2 separate regions of the Mus musculus genome follow, and region 1 is linked to region 2. The links are chromatin contacts, called in public promoter capture Hi-C maps. All regions are on one chromosome and are shown on one strand. The core of a region is the stretch at or near the end of the contact, and the rest is flanking DNA. Distances in the headings are between cores, read along the strand shown. Region 1 holds the start of 9330175E14Rik (RIKEN cDNA 9330175E14 gene). Region 2 holds the start of Herpud1 (homocysteine-inducible, endoplasmic reticulum stress-inducible, ubiquitin-like domain member 1).

The links. Capture Hi-C pulls out chosen DNA fragments and counts their contacts.
Region 1: a contact with region 2 is called in a promoter capture Hi-C map of liver. The contact joins the promoter of 9330175E14Rik here to the promoter of Herpud1 in region 2. A contact is called at or near these places in 5 of 39 promoter capture datasets (the 3T3-L1 cell line, the SN4741 cell line, hippocampal neurons and 2 more), 2 of 15 datasets of contacts at CTCF or cohesin (large pre-B cells and pro-B cells), 18 of 484 Hi-C or Micro-C datasets (CD4 T cells, CD8 T cells, LSK cells and 10 more), 9 of 115 datasets of contacts at active chromatin or transcription factors (the 230-238 cell line, CD8 T cells, the SCID.adh cell line and 5 more) and 3 of 9 other capture datasets (adipose tissue, liver and pancreatic islet).

What each region holds. Positions count from the first base shown.
Region 1 is chr8:94,433,667-94,436,383 of GRCm38.p6, reverse strand. It overlaps 9330175E14Rik (RIKEN cDNA 9330175E14 gene), which reads left to right and starts at 1,281. Exons shown (of 3, transcript NR_015514.2): 1 at 1,281-1,548; 2 at 1,908-2,157; 3 at 2,238-2,717. It also overlaps a transcript of Nlrc5 not described here.
Region 2 is chr8:94,385,088-94,387,918 of GRCm38.p6, reverse strand. Herpud1 (homocysteine-inducible, endoplasmic reticulum stress-inducible, ubiquitin-like domain member 1) reads right to left here and starts at 1,490. Exons shown (of 8, transcript NM_022331.2): 1 at 1,181-1,490. The coding sequence starts at 1,327.

The DNA of each region.
Region 1 (2,717 bases), core at 32-2,531, 49 kb before region 2:
TTTGGTTGCTGGGATTTTTGTCTTTCAGCTTGTAGTTGCAGTCTCTGCCTCCCCAAGATGGCCGCCTTCCTGAGGTATCTATGTGGATATGCTGATCGCCTCTATTAGTGGGCAGAAGTCTTACTGGGCCCACCCTACAACCTCATCTTAAGTGTCTGCAGTCACCCTGTGTCCAAATAAGGTCACGTTCAGAGGCAGTGGGGATGTCTTCTTTACCCAACACACAGCACAAAATATGGGAGAAGAGAATCTACAGAGTTTTGTTGAACTCTTTCTAGAGGGAAGAGAGAAAGAGAGAGAGAGAGAGAGAGAGAGAGAGAGAGAGAGAGAGAGAGAGAGAGAGAGAGAGCACATAGACATTGACCAGGTACTGCTATCCTCGGGCTGGTCCGGGAACAGGTCTAGGCAGACTTTCCCAACCAAGTGCTTACTAGGCCTAAGCATACTTAGCTTCTGAGATCAGGCCAACCTGTGCTTTCTGGGCAGACCGGACTAAGCAGACTAAGGCACTAAGGCGTTCCCTTAGCTTCGGCATTTGTCCCATCAGGACCCCAGGCTCCTCACACTTGTGGCCGAGGCATTGTTTCTATTTCGTCTCACTCGATTCAGGAGATAAATTTTGAACATAATGTCTGTACTATAGATGGGGAACCAACCTTCCAAGATCTGAAATCGTAACTCATGGTCATGATGCACAGTATTGAGAGCACCCAGAGGTCCTATTCCAAGACAGATGGGCGCTGGTCCTGGAGGCAGGGCAGGCAAGGCATAATTGCTGGTGCTGGTCTGTGGACAGTACACCATGAGGGGCCTTATGAACTTCCAGTCACTCCCGCCCACTCTGTTCTCTGGTGGGAGCTCAGGCCTGGTGCCTTATTTTTGTGGCGCCGGGGACTCAAACCAGGGTCTGCCCTGTCTCTGAGCTACATCCCAGAGGGAACCTGGCAGGTTTCCGGGTTTCCTTTCTTTGCAAGAAAGCGATTCAGGAAGAGAAAGCTGCAGGTATGGCTCAGCTACACCCACCTTTGGTCATTTTCTAGCCTTTTCCCCCAATCATGAAGGTCAATTTTCAAAATACCTTTTCTGTATGAAGCCCCTCCCGCCCTTTTCAGAAGAATCCTGACAATATATACCAATAGTACTGAAGACCCAGAATTCTCCAGGAACCTCCCAGAGCTCCCAGCTCAGCTTTTCTGAGTGGAAAAAAAATGGTTTAAACCCCACGTGGCATTGTGGTAGGCCAGGGACAAAAGGCTGCCCAGGCTTACCCTTGTGACTGGAAAGTTTCAATGATCATTAGAAATACAGGTGATGGACATTCAAGAAACATCGTTCTCTTTTAAAACACAATATTCTGTTTTGTTTTTGTTTTTGTTTTTAAAGATCCCTGTCTTTTTGTACATTCCTTAATATCTAGTATTTGTTCCAACACAATGTTGGTAGCCAGAAGCCACCGACCTGAGGTTGGCAACTCTTAGAGAACGCAGCTTTCCTCTATAGAACAGCAAGTTGCTACGGTTCAGCCAAATTCTATCTGTCTAATAAAAGGTGGGGTTTTGTTTGTTTGTTTGTTTGTTTTGTTGTTTTGGCTGAAAATTCAGAATTATATGTAGCAAACAGGGCGGCTTCTGGATTATTATTAAAGCAAAGGCATTGAAAAGAAAAAAAAAAAAACAAGAAGAAAGTATGGTTGGGGGTGGGGGATGACAAGTGTGGCAGGCACCAGGAGAGGGGGCGCACAGACATACAAAGTTTTTTCCCAAACTGAGCCACTCCCTCCAATTTCTGTGGTCCCCAAATTACAGTGTCCGACTGCATTTTGCTAAGCCACCAGTACCCCAACCCACCCGGGCCCCTCAGTCCGTTTGTCTATCCACCTAGCCCCTGACACCCCCTCCTCTCTCTAGGCACAGATCTCCCTCCGCGCCCCGGCTTGGGCAGGTAACTCACCAGTTCAGCTCCCTCTCCACCGCGCTCTGTGGAAACTGAAAGTGGCCACTGAGCGGGCGCTGTTCGCTAGTTCATAGACTCTACTGCCGCTGCCGAGAAATCACGTGGATTCAAAGTGCCAGCCCCAGGGCGCGCGAGTAGCGTGCCCGGAACCCGCCGCGGCTTGGAGATCGCAGCGGGACATGCCTCTCTGACTACTGAGACTGGGTAAGGTGGGCATCTGCCAGGAAGTGGGTGGGGCCAGAGCGCAGCAGGACCCGCACAACCCTTCTTTCTACACTTCCCAGAGACGATGTAGGATGAAGGCAGGAGGAGCCACTGAGCAAAACTTCGTGGAGTTGGGTCCAGGGTCCAGTGGCGACAGCGGCTCATCACCTGAGACCTGACCTGGACAAGCGCGGCCTCCAGGTGTGTCTCTGCTGGTCCCTGGGTGCAAGGGTTGCCTAGGCTACAGAAGAAAGCTTGGTGCAGGGATAAGGGATGGAAAGAGGTGGGCGGTAAGAAAAGGACTACAGGGCCAGCGTCAGCCCTGGAAAGTTCCTGTCTCTGTTCCAAGTTCTACAACCTGCCCTGCCTCTTGTCTTTGTCCCAGAACAGGAGGCCAGGCTCCTCCTGAGGATGGTTTCTGTGACATCCCACAGTGAAGCAACTTTCCCAGAATGCTCTGGGGGAGGAATGGGGAGACAGTGCATTAGCACTGTAGGGCAGGGTCATCAGCACACCCATGACCCCCAAACCTCAGGCTCAAGTCCTCCTCTTAAGTGCTG
Region 2 (2,831 bases), core at 241-2,740:
ACAAATGATGCAACCTGACCCGACAGGAGCATCATTTATGCACCTAACTGCCACCTCCCAACAAGAACACCTGGTTTCTTGAAAACAACCACGGAGATCCTACACACTGCCCCGACCAGTTCCAGGGGCTTAGACGCTTACACCCAAAGTGATAAAGTTCCTCGCCAATTCTAAAAGGAAAAGCCTTGTTTACTTTCCCGACAACTCGGAACAAAAACAAACTGAAACCCACGCGCCACTGCCGGTTGGAGCTCTAAGGCCACTGTTCAAAGTCCCCATCTGCAGCCACCCGATTGCCCTCTCCTGTCGGATCCAGAACTGTACTCGTGGACACTTACATAACATCAGAGAACAAAGTAAATACAGGAAGGTCCAGCGCACAGCCTCCGTCACGTGGCAGGGACCGGAGGGGTGGGCGGGGCTAGGGAGCTGTTGACAGATGTGTCAACCAAAGGGGGAGGGGGAGGGGTGGGGAACCCCACGGAACAAGAAAGTCTCCTAACTGACCCACGGTTGTCGTCAAATCAGACTCAGGGCTACTCCAGCTGCTGGCTTCCTTTCTCAGTCATCCTTCGCTAGAAAGTTAAGGGGGCTCCTCCCCGAGACTAAGTGCGGCGCGACAGGGAGGGGCGGTCAACGGAAGGCTGCAGGAGAAGAGCCATGTCTAGCCTATGGGCGTGGGACCTTCAGAAGTTGGTGACTGGGCACGCACCCCACCCTCTAGCCAATGGCCCAATCTGGCACATATACTGTCTGTCCTCGGTACACCCAGAAGTCTCGTTTGGCAACATTTACTTTTCTTATTTCTACCCATCAGATGCAAGCCGAACTGGGAACACCCAGTCAGTCACCTAGTAGTTTGTGGAGGGTCACTGGGACTCGGATGGGGAAATGACTCATTAAGGTCAAATTACTGTTTCCCTGGGAGGATGAGGAGAGGGTACAGGGACGTGGGGCAGATGTGTGACAGCCTTGGGAGTTAGGTGTAATGGGAGGTGAAGAGATGAGGGGCTAGAAGAGGGCAAGCGCGGACTGGTGGAGGCCCAGAAGAGATGACAAGCGCTAGGGCGAGCAGAGGGGCACAGGAGACGGTTGGGCAGGAAGGAGACTCGCGCCCTGTGGTGTGTGACAGGTGAGTTCAGGCAACCCTGCAGGCGTGGCACCCCGGGGTCCCACTCACCGGGCGCTCGGGGTAGACTCGGCTCAGGTGGGCCTTGAGGCGACTCACACTCCAACTGCGGTCGCCACTCAGCTCCAAGTCGCGGTGGCGCTGATTGGGACTCTTCACCAGCAGCGTGACCGGCTCGGGCTGTGGCTCGGGCTCCATGTCTGCGTCGCTGGCGGCTCGACTGCGCTCAGGGATGCCGAACGGGCGGCGACGCAGCCGTCTGAGACCACACAACGACACTTGGCGTCTTTGGGACACGCGCCCCCGTCTCGGGTACCTTTTATGGGCGCCCCGTGCCAGGGCTCCGCAGATAGCGCTCTCTGTGGCTGCCATCCATTGGCTGAGACAGAGGTCAGTGTCCAACGTGGCCCAATCAGCGCCCGGAGAAAGGCGGCGGAGAGGCGGGCTAAGCGCGGGGGTGCGGGCTGATGCAACCCGCCGTGGTTGCGTCATCCTGAGTCCCGACAGCGGCGCGGGAGCGGGTCTTCGGCGGCCATGTCAGGGTGCCCTCTGGGGCGCTGGTCCTGTTCAGGCTCCTTAGCGCGGGATGCGTGCGGTGCCTGAGCCTGGCGGCCTGCCTGACTCCCAAGATCAGCAGGCTCTGCAAATTGTGCCCTCACAAAGCGGCCCTCCGCCCTTTCTGACCCCAGGCGCCTGGGCATACGTCTGTCCGCTTGCATTTTCCCTGGTGGCTGCGCAGCCTGGCATCCAGGGAAGCCTTACGAACTAACCAGGCCTTAGAAGCGAAGAGAAACCAGGCCTGTGTTGCTCTGAGCTGAGAGGATGAAGGATTCGGGCACTTTCCAATGTGCCTGCAGCAAATTTAACGATGCATCAAGTGTGGAACATACCCCTTATAGTAATGGCACTAAGTGCCTCTTGATTGACAAACCCTCTAGGAGACACTGGAAAGGGTCATCATTTATGAACTAACAACATCTGCTGCTTTTAAATTGGGGTTGCGACAAGCACAGCAGTGGTCTCAGATACCTGAAATCTGACCAGAGGCAGTGCTCCAGTGTTTCCTCTGAGTTTGAAAAACAAAACTGGCATTGCTCCGGCCCATCTTTGTCCCAATCCTGTTGGGATACCTGGGTTTTCAGCCATGTCCAGAGCTTACAGAGGTCAGAGAGGTGATAGGAGAGTCCTGTTCGGGAGATGGTTATGTGAGTTTGTCACACAACCATAAGAAAGTGTCGTAAACTGGAGGCTCGAGCAACAGAAGTTTATTTTGAAGCTGTAGAGGCTGGAAGTCTGCGACCAGGGGTTAGGGCAGCATTGCTTTCTTTGGGGGCAGAATCTGTACCACTCTCCTAAGTTCTGCAGGTTTGCTAACTGTCCTTGGGACTTCTTAGCTTTGGGGAGTATTTTTCCAATCTCGAGCTTTCCGATCACATGGCATTCTCCGGGTGTGCACCTGTGTGCGTGCACATACACGGGTGTGAGTGTATCTGCATCATCTTTATGCGTATCTCTGTCCAGTCTCTCCCCTGCCCCCTTTATAAGGGTATCATTCGCATTGTCGTGGCTAAAGACCTCATCTTAACGATTATCTTTCACAAAGATATTTCTAAATGCCATCACATTCTGGGGCTGAGACGTCAGCGTCTCTCTGGAGGACACCCTGCACCTCACCGCAGCGGCATTTGCCAGTGGTCCACCA